Linked DNA regions of Mus musculus: region 2 is linked to region 1. The links are chromatin contacts, called in public promoter capture Hi-C maps. All regions are on one chromosome and are shown on one strand. The core of a region is the stretch at or near the end of the contact, and the rest is flanking DNA. Distances in the headings are between cores, read along the strand shown.

Region 1 (6,675 bases), core at 626-3,125:
GATTCATGTGGAGATGAGATCAATGGAATGTTCAACTTGAGCCTTAAGTCACTGACTGTGGAAACCCGGAGGTATGAACTGTCTACACTGGCCCTGTAGCCCTGCCTCAGACATACTCGACTTCTAATGAACCTTGCCTCAGAACTCCTCAGCTCTGTGGGGGAATAAGAGGCTTATCCATCTATTGTTGATATTGAGTAGTCAGATAGTCCCTTCCCCAGAAGCAAAGAACATCAACTCACAATAAACCATTCAAAGATGTAAAGCTTTTTAAATTGCCAAGGTCCGCTGTGTTCAACGTTTCTAGAATGCTGTTCTTGGCTAATGGCCAACTTGTGGCTTGCTGAAGCAACTCCACATCCAGATTCAGGTTCTGAGGGACAGCTGTCAAAAACAGTCATCAGTCAGTGTCCTGTACCACTAGGGAGTGGGCTTCCATCCTCCTGGTTTCAGAGAAGTCAGTTTCCCTGTGCTGTGTCATCAGTCCCTGCAACAACCCAGTCAGGACAGGATTGCCAGTCTCCTTTGTATAGATGAGGAACCTGAGCCTCCTAAGGTTAGGAAAAGTGTCTACACAGCTGGATCCATGCACTGGGATAGGGGACTTCTTGTCAACAGCTACTATAATTTAAAATGCAAACCTTTTAAATTTTTGGAATCTCACTTTTAAGAATTTATCCTGTGCCAATATATATTGGCAAGTCTCTTAGGGTAACATCCCAGCACTGTTTTTTTTTTTTTTTCTAAACAGATAGGGGCAACGCAGGAGTTGAATAGCAGCACATTTCTCAGTGTACCACCCACAAAAGACAACACCACCCTCTCCCAGCAGCCTCTGCAATTGCAGGCATGATACTTATTAGAGTTTCTCCTGGGACCAGATAGCTGAAGGAACCTATATTAACTCACCTTCAGAGGGAGGATTCAGAATTTTCAAATTATTCACAGCGCTGCCAAGTTCACCAAGAAGTGACTCTGAGTTCCCAATGAGCAGGCCACACAAGACAACAAGGCTCCCAAGTTGGAACATCTTTGGTTCTGACAAATGGAGAGTCATAGCAGGAAGAAGAAACAAAAACCCACAATTAGTGCCTGCCTCTCTCACGCTTGCCTTTCAACAAGACAGTTGCACTTCTCTTCACAATAGGTAAGAAATGGAGCCAGGGGATATGCCTGCCCTCAGGAGTGGATGAAGTAGGGCCCAGTCTGCAATGGAATTTTATTCAGCCACAATGAAAAATGAAATTGTGGCATTTCAGGAAATGGATGGAACTGGAAGTCATTGTGCTTAGCAGTTAAGAGAGGCAAAATAACCTATTTTCTGTCATCTGCAAATGAGGTTCAAATGTGTGTGTATCTATAACATAATATATTCATGTACATATACATATGCAACACATTCCCTGCCTTGCCTGCTCACTTTCCTAAGCTATAATTCTGTTTAGATGTTTCAGCAAAACTTCACACCTTCTATGAAGCCAGCTTCAGACCCCCTCCCCAGAGAGCACATCTAGGTTCCCCACTGCCTTTCTCCACCAAACTTGGAGCAGCACAGTCCCTAGGGGAAATAGCTATCTCTTCTGTCATTATTGAGCCTACACTCCAGTAGGAAGCCTTTCTCTATACACTAAGACAAGTCATTGATGAATAAAATCTGATCCCTAAACAGAACCCACATGAGTCTAGGTTGTTGTTAGTCTGACACAATGTCATCTATGTCTTCAAATTTGTTAGAGTCAAAACTTTACCAACACAAACAGTGCCTTCCCTCTGCTTCTTGCCCCAAAGCCTCCTGTGGACTCTCAGATGGGAACTCAGTTTAGTGGAGTCACTACTCACTGCTTTGAAGAAGGATGCACACGAGAGAGATCCTTGTTTCTCTGCACGATCTCCTGGGATTCTAGGGTGACTTATATTGTGGTCCCAGGATGAGAATCAAGCCCTATTTCCTGGATGTTCTAAAGATACTCCAAAGAAAATATCTAAGGTTAGCCAAGATATTCCAACCCAAAGGTCACCCAGGATGCTTGGGTGACAGTGATGGACCTTGTGCCAAGTTCAAAGCCCTATGTTGTCAAACTTGAGACTGCCAACAAGGGGTCAGTTCAGTATTGTCTAGAAAGAAGATCCAGAATGAATCAATGGAAGAATGTTCTGTTGGGTTGGCTCGAAGTATTTGCCTAAGCTAGCCCAGTCATTTTTTGAGAACTCATTTAAAAAAAAAAAAGCCAGCAGCTTCTGTTTGTTCAATTGTGGTTCTCAGGTGTCCCAGACCACCCTTCCTATGCACCTGACCCGTGTCCAAGAGCTTCAACCACCTCTGCTGGAGTGAGCCAGCCTCTGTGAGGGGCCAATAATGACATTCCTCACTCTTTCACTGACTCAACCATCTGTATTTTAAACCAGCTTTCTAGATGATTTTGTTTAATGCTGCCCCAAGGCTATTATTTCTCAAAATAGAAAATTCCAGCAATTCTAAAAATAAAAGGAGGGGAAAAGTAGGTTCATGGTCACTGTGCTGAGGAGGGTTAGTCATGAAAACAGCAGGACTGGGGGAATGATTCACATCTGTCCTACCTTGACATTGGCCATGACTGTAGTGTGTCTCTGTGAGCCACATACTACCAATGGATTAGCAGTAGATGACATGTGAATTCACAAGCCAGGATGTCTGTGGTCCAAAGGGAGGAATCGAGTTCCCCTGGTTTCAGAATAAACCATAGAAGCTAGGGGGGAATTATAATCTGAGGTGAAAACTCAGCAACTCCATCTAGGGTGGGGTATTGCTAGATCCAGGTTCCCAAATGATTCCATGTTCTTAATACTGGCTTCATTCTCTGATGAACTTTACCAGATAAAGTAACTGAAAACGTTTTGGTGAAGGGGGTGTGGGGGTGTGTGGAGACCCAACTCCTATGTGGGTAGAGAGGTGGTGCATTGCCATCGGTGAGGAGCTAAAGTAATACTCTGATGGAGGCTCCATTGTCTAGGTAAAATGTATGTGAGCAAGATGTGTCAGCCAACAGGCACTTGCTCCCCTGGAATAAGGACCCATGTTTGTTCTCCAGAGTCCGAGGAAAAGTAGGAGGGGACAACGCCTGATAGTTATCCTCTGACCTCAACGTGTACGCTATCATATGTGCACCTGCACTCACACACGAACAACACACACACACACACACACACACACACACACACACACAAATAAGAAACTGGTAACTCTCAGGTCAACTAGACTGTGGCCTCTGAACAAAGTAGATGTGTCGTCTCCTCAGGATATTGGGAACAGAAGCAGCAGGACTGTGTGTCTCACGAGTGACCTCCAGCTCACATTTACTGAGCTCACCCCACTGTGAATTTCAGAACCCCAACTCTACCTCGAACACTGTGGTTCATGCCCACAGCTCTTCACAGTGTGGACTGAAGAAGCATAAACCCCTATGAATAGCCATGACCACTGTTTTTTATTTACCATCAGGAGCTGTCCTGTTCCATCTTGATCTGTTTCCCAGTGACCTGACAGGAGGTTCAGACAGGAAGGGGCTGTAGCTGCAATGAGAAGGCAGGGCCTGTGCACCAGCAGGAGAGCAGCTGTTTCAGCAAATGGCCTCCTGGGGGGCAGCAGTGAGCAGTTCTTGTCCTTCCTAGAGGTTGATACAGACATTTGCCTGCTGTCTGCTTGCCATTCAGGTTAGATACACCTCTTTAATAAGCCTGATGATTGTCAGGACGTTCATTTGAGAGTCTCATTTTTCAGTGGAAGAAATAGGTTTCTGAGAGGCCCTCAGCTGTCAAGGTTGCGCAAGGGTAGAAATCCAGTGATTGGGTCCTTCCACCTACATCAGGCTGTGGATAGTCAGCAGAACAGGAATGTCCCTAGTCTTGTATATTGTGTCTTCCACAGGCCCCATTGTTTGAACTGGCCACCAAGTCCTAGGCCCATGAAAAGCCAGAAAAACACAGAAACAGGTGGGAGCTGAGCCTTGGGCTGAGGAACAGGACAGAGCTGGGCCACTGCTACTTAGCAAGCCTTTAGGGCCTGACCTATTTGAGGTTCTTGTTTGTCCTTGTCCCCTCTTCACAGAGTCCCTCCCCCATCCCCATTCCCTTCTCAGAGAGGGTGGGTTCCCCCTGGATAGCTCTCCACTCATCAAGTCTCTGCAGGATTAGGGGCACCCTCCCCCACTGAGGCCAGACTGTGCAGCCCTGTTAGGGATTGGATACTGCAGTCAGGCTACCGCTTATTGGAGGACCTACATGGAGACTGAGCTGCATGTCTGCTTCACACGTGCCAGGTGCCTCGGACCGGCCTGTGTATGCTCTTTGGTTGGTGGCTCAGTCTCTGAGAGCTCCCACAGGTCTCTTAGTTGACTCTGTTGGTCTTCCTGTGGGGTTCCTATCCCCTTCAGGGTTTTTAATCCTTCCCACAGCTCTCCCATAATAGTCCCTGACCTCCATCCACTGTTTGCCTGTGGATATCTTTTTCTGTTTCAGTCAGTTGCTGGGTGGACCTCTCGGAGGATAGTTATGCTAGGCTTCTGTCTGCAAGCATAACAGAGTATCATTAGTAGTGTCAGGAATTGATGCTTGCCTGTAGGATGGGTCTCAAGTTGGGCCAGTTATTGGTTGGCCATTCCTTCAGTCTTCTGCCCCATCTTCATTAGGGCCTGTCCTTAACATGAGGTGACCAAAGCAGAGGACATTATGACCTTGTAATTCTGTAAGCTAAGGTAGTCAGAGTCTGCTGTGGCCTTGCCACAGCTGTCTTCTGTATGCAGACCCTCTTTTTGGCTGGCTGCCACCATGTTCCACAAATCAATGAGAATCCTGTTTCCAGCTATGGGTCACAGAGCCAAGGACTGTTGCACAATCTTGTTAAGTAGGGATTTTCACACTCCAGGAACACAGACTGGGGATGCTGGAGTTAGAGTGGTGACATCAGGCCTGCTGCTGGTATCTATCCCCAGCTGCCTCAGCTGCTACATGGGTAAACCCCTTGTACCTGCATCTCCTTAGTATAAAGGGCAGGCAAGTGTCTAAGGCATCGTGAGGGTGGCAAGGGACTTGTGAGGAGATGCTATCAATGGGACTTGGAAGACCTGAGTTCAAATCCTCATTCTTTCCACTGCTGGCTACATGACCTGGGATGGGGTTATCTCTTCCTCTGTGAAGTGAGACTGGGAACTGCAGCTTACCTCCTCGTTATCCCTGTGTAGATAAGACAGTGGGAAACCTATGAGAGCCCTCACACTGGGCAGGCTGTGCTGCGGACACTCCTGACAATGTCTGACATTACATTACATAGCAAACATAGAGGGCCCTTGTTGGGGAGAGGTTAGGCTGTCAGAGGTCATCCCAAGTCTGTACTGACTGCCCCAAGTCACCTTGAAATGAGCATCCATCAAGTGTACAGGAAGTCTCCTCTAATGGAAAATACTTGGCTGTTGGAGACAAAAGGATGGGGCCATATGGGCCGTGGGATAAATTTCTCATTGAAAATCTCCAGTGAAGCATTAAGGATTAGCTGTCCCAGGATAGGACTTCCTACATCCAATACAACTACTAATCCCAGCTATGGCAGCTTCCTGCCCTCACTAACCCTGGCACTTAAGCAATGGGCTGGTACTTGTTCCCTGTCACCACTCAGATTCCTGTTTGGAAAAAGCTACTAGGACCAGAGAGGCTGGGTTCACTCAGGAACCAGGCCAGGCTGAAGGTTAGGGAATCTGCTCCCCAGACTTCCCTCACTCATACAGACAGAGACAGAGCAGCCAGTCCCCAGACCTCCTTGCAGGACAACCAAAAATCAGCTGGTAACACCACCCACCAAGGCAATGCCTTTTTTCACTTCTGTAACTTCCATATTGATGAGCTATAACCCAGCTGCAATGTTTATTTCCTTTAAGAAAGAATGGAAGGAGAGAGACAGAGACAGAGACAGAAAAAGAGAACTCACCCACTTACCCCAGTTCTCACAGTTGAACCACCAGCAGGGAAGTTTTTGTATATATAAATGTTGAAGCACCTGCCATTTTATCACAACTAAAAGTAGCAATTAGTGAAACTGTACAACCTTAGCGGCTGAAGTTTTTTTTTTATTTCCCTTTCCTCAATGTTGACACACACACACAATTATATCCATAAAGCAATGTCTCTTGGGCCTAGAGAGATGGCTCAGTGGTGAAGAGCATTCACTTCTGTTGGGAAAGCTAGAAGACCCACAAAGCAGCTTATAATTTCCTGTAACTTCCTATCCCCAGGGATTCAAAGCCCTCCTCTACTGTCATCAGGAACCTGCACACACATGATGCACATAAGGTCATGCAAGCAAAGACACTAACACCTAAAATAAATAAACCTTAAAAACAAAACATTGTTCTGAGCCCTGTCAATCCGGATTACACAGAGCCCCTCTGACCTTGGCCTGGAAGATGGGACCTACGCAAGGGCCTTTCCCACTCTCAACTGGAATTTGCATCTTCTTGTTAGTGGCATGTTCCCTGAGCATTTGCTGAAAGCTTTCGAAGGAACCTGAAATTGGACCTGGAGAGAGTTCTTGGTGGGTCTGGCTCCTCTGAGCCGTTGGAGATCTGAGAGTCTTGCTATTAACAGCTTTGTCACTAGAGCTGGCCCCTGAAGTATAGTGGGTGACAAGTATTTGAGGGAGGAGAGAAG
Region 2 (6,142 bases), core at 165-2,664, 360 kb before region 1:
TTCTATGCTTGTAGATTTTTGAACTGTCCACCTGCAGTTTGTGCTTCAACCAAATGTTTTACACTTAAATGTCTCACACTTTAAAACTAATATTTATGGTGAAGCTTGGAAAAAACACTTATGCTACATAGGGTGGTTCTGACCCCAGGGCTCCGATCTGGCTGAATCCTGTTCTCAGCATTTTCTTGAGTGTAGGGACTATGGGTTCGGTCTGGGGGAGAAGAGGTATTTTGGCTAGAGTCAACAGGGAAGGGAGAATGGCTGAGAGGGCCAGGGCAGGAATGTGACAGGAGTAGGGTAAGGAGGTAGTGAGGAACAATTAGGCTGTTCAGGGCCATCTGGGAGATCCAGGAAAGACGAGGCCGTTCAGAGCTAGCCACAGAAACCACTGGTTAGCCTCTTTTCTATTTTTTTTTACATTTATTCTATTCCATCTGTCTGTCTGCCTGTCTGTCTGTCTATCCATCATCTACGAAATTTTACTATGTAGCTCTTTCTGGCTTCGAATTAGCCTGCCTTTGCCTCCTGAGAACACCGAAGTGTGCTACAGCGTCCTGAGACGTCTGTGTGTGTGTGTGTGTGTGTGTGTGTGAGAGAGAGAGAGAGAGAGAGAGAGAGAGAGAGAGAGATGTTGCATGTCCCATGGCCTATCTGTGAAGTTCAGAGGGCTTGTGGGAGCCAGTTCTCCCTTCACCTTGTGGGTTCTGGGGATTAGACCCCAGGTCGTCAAACAGCAAGTGTCCTACATGCTGAGCCATCTCACCAGCCCCATGGTGGCCCTTTTCTTAAAGGGTCTGGTGAGGAGAGGGAAGGAAAGTACATATGGCAGGAGGGAGCTAACGGGTGACAGGCTTGAGGAGAAGTCAGAGCTCCTATTTTCCAGGGGGCAGAACACCCCTAAGAATCCCTTACTCTCTTGGGGCAAGGGCAGATACAGACTCTGAGACTGCCCACCTGTTTGTTTGTTTGTTTGTTTTTCTAATTAAAAAAGATTTATTATGCATAATAGTACAGTGTCGCGGTCTTCAGACACACCAGAAGAGGGCATCCATCGGATCCCTTTACAGATGGTTGTGAGCCACCATGTGGTTGCTGGGAATTGAACTCCAGACCTCTGGAAGAGCACTCAGTGCTCTTAACCGCTGAACCATCTCTCCAGCCCGCCTACCTGGTTTTAAGCTTTACTTAACTTTTTTTTTTGGGGTGGGGTGGGGTGGGGGTGGGGGGCGGTATTAGCATTTAAAGAAGTAGTAGGTCTCACGGCTTTATTTTTCAAAGCCAGGGTCCTGGGACTCGAAGCCGGCAGGAAACACTACCATTAGAACACCGCGGGCGAAAGTCACGGCGGAACAGAAGTTGCACGCCTAGGCGCGCAGCGGAGGACTCCTGAGAAGGGAACCCACGCAGATCGACAGTTTCCGGTTTCGGACGCGGACCTTGCAGTTGTGGGAGGTGAGAGGCTTGAGATTGAGTTTAGTGTCCTGCGGGTGACCCGCGGTGGCGCAGGGCGGGCTCGCACCGTCCAGGAAAAGCCAGAAGCGCTAGGAGAAGGTATCACTGGGCAGTGTTAGGCCTTGAGTAGGACCGCTGCGAGTGTAGCTCAGCCCCGCTGCCGGCTCTTGGCCAAGTCACAGCGTCCTTCTAAGCCCTAGTATTTGCCCTGTGAAGCAGAGATGGGGTCTGATAGACCTCGGAGAGGGGCTACGGGGCTCACGCAGTTGCCGCCGCCACGCCTAGCACTCACACGCTTGGATGTGGTAGGTGGTTCCGCGCTGTGCTGTGCAAAAACTTGAAGCTTTTGATCCTTCCACCAGGTTCGTCAGAAAGGACCGTTCCCCACCCCAACACTCATACATGAAGACGCGCCCAGAACCCGGCCAAGGTCCATGCTTTGAAATGAAGTGTGGGCTGCTAGTGAATGATTGTGAGCCACCACTTGGTTGCTGGGAATTGAACTCAGGCTCTGGAAAAGCAGTCAGTGCTCTTAACCACTGAGCCACTGCTCTAAGTCCCCCCCTCCCCCAATCTAAGTTTTTAATGTGTAATTCTTATAACATCTGGCAAGGGGTAAGGTCCTATTGTACTTTTTTTTTTTTTTTTTCCAAAATGGATATGACATTTGTAGTCCAGAGGTGGAAATTTGACTTGTAAAAACGTGGTCACACAACAATTAAAGGGCAGAAGTAGATGATTTGAAAGCTCACACCTGGGCTGTTAAGATGGTTCACATACCATAATATGCATAAAAATAAAAATGTGAAAAAAATTAAAACTCAAACCAAAAGTCTCCTCTCCGACAAGAGAGTAGGTTGGTGTTTTTTTTTTTAATTACATTTTATTTATTTGGTTTTTGTTCCTGTGCTCATGCACATGAATGTGCCATACATAGTGTATGTGTAGAGATAGAAGAATCTATGGAAAAGAATTCTTTCTACTGTGTGGCTTTCAGGGAGTCAGGCTTGGTGGCAGGTGCCTTCATCCACTAAGCCATGTCACTGAGCCGCCTTTATTTATTTTCACCTGTAAATTAGAGATATAATATATTTTAAGAGCCCTCACTGTTGTCCAGGCAGTCCTGGGCTCAAATGATCTTCCTGCCTTAGCCTCCCAGGTTACTGGGAATATAGGTTTACCATGTTTAGATTAAGGTAAACTATCATAAAACGTACCTTAAGGGAGGTGGTGGTGCACACCTTAAATCTCAGCACTCAGGAGGCAGAGACAGGCTGATCTCTGAGTTTCAGGCCAGCCTGGTCTACAGTGCAAGTTCTAGGACAGTCAGAGCTATACAGAGAAACCCTGTCAAAACAAAACAAAACAAAACAAAACAAAACAAAACAGTACCTTGGAACTGGGTTGTGATTCTGGCATTTGGAAGACTGAGGTGAGAGGAATGAGAAAAGTTGGAGGTCAGTATGGACTTCATAGGAAGATCTCAAAAAACAAACAAACAAACAAACAAACCTAACCTCACATAACCTCACAATCTGCCCAGCCTGGACTACGTAGGAAGTTGAGTTCCAGGCCAGCCCAGAATAATCCTGAGATTAAGTCTCAACATCTCTTATGAGCCCTGCTCCCCCCAAAAAGCATTTTTCTGTTTTAGCGAGGAGGAGTGTCCAGAGCAGTCCTGTATGGAGTGTGCCGTAAATACTGGTGTGTTTCATTCCTTTGCAGATTTGGGGCTGCAGGTGCCATGCATCCTTTACGGTGTGTCCTCCAAGTACAGAGGTTGTCAGCACCATTCACCTCCATGTGCTGGGTGTTGCTTAGGACCTGCAGAGCACAAAGCAGTGTGTCCAGCACTCCTTGTCCCAGTCCAGAGGCGAAGAGCTCAGAAGCTCAGAAGGACTTCAGCTCCAGGCTAGCCACTGGACCGACTTTTCAGCATTTTTTAAGAAGTGCTTCAGTTCCTCAAGAGAAACCATCTTCTCCAGAGGTGGAGGACCCACCTCCCTATCTCTCGGGGGATGAACTTCTAGGAAGGCAGAGAAAAGGTTGGCTTTATTTTTTCCCTTTGGCTTCCTTGCTCCACTGCAGCCTCTGTGGCCTGATTGCTTCTGCTGTTCTCTTACTACATTCTTGGCTTTAGGAAGTTGATAGTGTGGGCAGGTTGATTAATATAAAACCATCAGAGCCCACGAAGTAGCATTACTCTAAAGAAACTGAAGGGCTGGGCTGGGGGAGAGTTGTGTGGTGGAGTGGTTGCCTAGCATCTGTGATGCTCTGAGCTCCATCCACAGCATCCTCATCTCCTCAAGAAAACACTCAAAGCTGTGCACACGTGAATTGTAGTCCACTCCCTGGTTATGTATGGAGATACTGCAATCCCCGTTTTAATTAAAATTTTTAGGATTGCATTTAAATTACATCATTTATTGTCAGTGTGCGGCAGCTGTGGAGGTCAGGGCATAACTTGTGTTGTCTCCTTCCACCATGTGAGTTGAGAGGTTAAAAGTCAGGCTTGGTGGCAGAGGCCTTATCCACTGAGTCATCTTGCCCAAGCCTATTCCCTGTTTTTTGAAGCTGGGTCTTGTTGTGTAGCCTAGGTTAGTCTGGAACTCAACCCTCTTGCCTCAGCCTCCTAGCTGATGGAATCACTGATGTCTGCCACCTCTTCTGATTTAGAATTTTTTTTCTTTGGGCCTGGCAAGATGACTCAGAAGGTAAAGTTGCTTGCTATTAAGTGTGATGACTTGAGTTTGATCCCTGGAACCCACATGGTAGGAGAGAGCTGACTGCCACAGTTGTCCTTTGACCTCCGAACTGGTGCCATGGCATGTGTGCCTACTATCTTCCACCAAAATATATATGAAAAAAATTGGCTAGGCATGTTGCACACACCTTTGATCTCAGCACTTGGCAGGCAGAGCAGTGGGGTCTCTGTGAGTTCAAGGCGAGCCTGGTCTACATAATGAGTTCCAGGTTAGCTAGAGCTATATAGTTGAGACCCCACCAGAACAAAACAAAAACCCTGATGTTTCCTGTTTCATTTTTTGTTTTGCTTTTTGAGAAATAATCTGTCTCTTTAGCCCAGGTTGTCCTGGAGCTTACTGTGTAGCTCAGGCTGGCTTCATATCCATGGTTCTCCTGCCTTGGCCTCCCATGTGTTGGCTTTATGGGTATGACCCACTATGCCTGGCTTCCACTTGGAATTATAGTCTGCTGGTGGTAATGGGGTTGTAACTAGAAATATGATTTGAAAGAGCCTACTGAAGTGTGAAATTCTTGTTTTGGAACTTTGTGTAAATTTGTGTTTTTACTTCATAATGTGACCATGTCATTTTCATTTTTATTCTGTGGTGTGTACCCTCTGGCCAGTGCTGCTGCTTCCAGAGGCTAGAGAACCCTTTGTTTAGAGGGAAGACTGTATGTAATACAGGGACTTGAATTTAGGTTTTCCTTAGATGAATGAAAAGGGTCATTAGCCCTTACTGTTTTAGTTGCTTCTATAGGCCTATTTCCTTGATTCTAAAGGGGCACACTTCCCTTATATTTCCGATACTATGCACATAATAGGCGTGTGTATGTGATATTGTACTTCCTTGTTCTGAAAGGCTGTTACTAATTTCTGGCAGTTGATGGTGTTTTAGGGTTGAGGCAACATTGGACTTTGTGGATAATCAGTTGCTTTGGGTGTTTCTGAGGGCTTTGGTTGGGAGGCCCAAGACATGTGGCCCTCTGCCTACCTTGGAATCAGCCTGCCTTTCGTTGCAGTCTACCTCGAGACCTATGGCTGTCAGATGAACGTGAACGACACAGAGATAGCCTGGTCCATCTTACAGAAGAGTGGCTACCTTCGGACCAGCAACCTCCAAGAGGTACTTGAATTCCTTGCTTCCCTGTTTCCTGGGCTTGGGCTCCTCTGCTTTGGTGCAGGTTCTTAGATGCAGTGAATCTCAGGAAGAGGTTGCTGCATGCTGAGTTAGTTCCTTTGAGTGACGTGTTAATTTTAGTGACATGTACCATAGGACAGGCATATTCTAGTTCAGCTATTTTGAGTTCTCATGATGCTGTTCATCTTCAGGAAAGGAGTTATCAAACTTGTTGTGGTTACATGTGGCTGTAATCCTAGCCTTGGGAAGTGGAGGCAGGAGGATGTAGAATTTGAGAAAGATTGCTTGTGGAGAATGGAGGTAAGGCTTAAGAAGTTAATACATAATGGATAAAGAACTTTCATTGGGAAGTTCTCAAAGGAGACAGTGGGAGTGGTTACAATATAGCATTCAAGTGTTCTTGTTATAGCCCTATAGCCTTAAAAATGGTCAAAATGATAGGATTTATTTTATCATAATAATAGAAAAAAAGCAGGTGGACTGCATGGTAGTGATTCTGCAAGGCTTTTCGCAAAGTTTCTAAGTTTCTTTTTCTTGCTCTCTACTAGGCTGATGTGATCCTTCTTGTCACGTGTTCTATCAGGTACAAATTTGTTCTTAAAAGTTTTATTTATTTATTTATTTATTTATTTATTTATTATTTATATAAGTACACTGTAGCTGTCCTCAGACACACCAGAAGAGGTCATCAGATCTCATTACAGATGGTTGTGAGCCACCGTGTGGTTGCTGGGAATTGAACTCAGGACCTCTGGAAGAGCAGCCAGTGCTCTTAACCACTGAGCCATCTCTCCAGCCCCTACACA

Evidence for each region. Promoter capture Hi-C pulls out the DNA fragments that hold promoters and counts their contacts.
Region 2: a contact with region 1 is called in a promoter capture Hi-C map of stem cell-derived epiblast-like cells, with 3 times the contacts expected there. The contact joins the promoter of Cdk5rap1 here to the promoter of Bpifa2 in region 1. A contact is called at or near these places in 2 of 39 promoter capture datasets (cranial neural crest and stem cell-derived epiblast-like cells), 1 of 484 Hi-C or Micro-C datasets (embryonic stem cells) and 1 of 9 other capture datasets (liver).

Annotation. Positions count from the first base shown.
Region 1 is chr2:154,003,476-154,010,150 of GRCm38.p6, reverse strand. Bpifa2 (BPI fold containing family A, member 2) reads right to left here and starts at 1,875. Exons shown (of 9, transcript NM_008953.2): 1 at 1,840-1,875; 2 at 910-1,038; 3 at 243-384. The coding sequence starts at 1,030.
Region 2 is chr2:154,367,991-154,374,132 of GRCm38.p6, reverse strand. It overlaps Cdk5rap1 (CDK5 regulatory subunit associated protein 1), which reads left to right and starts at 1,414. Exons shown (of 14, transcript NM_025876.2): 1 at 1,414-1,452; 2 at 3,178-3,497; 3 at 5,218-5,321; 4 at 5,885-5,919. The coding sequence starts at 3,197.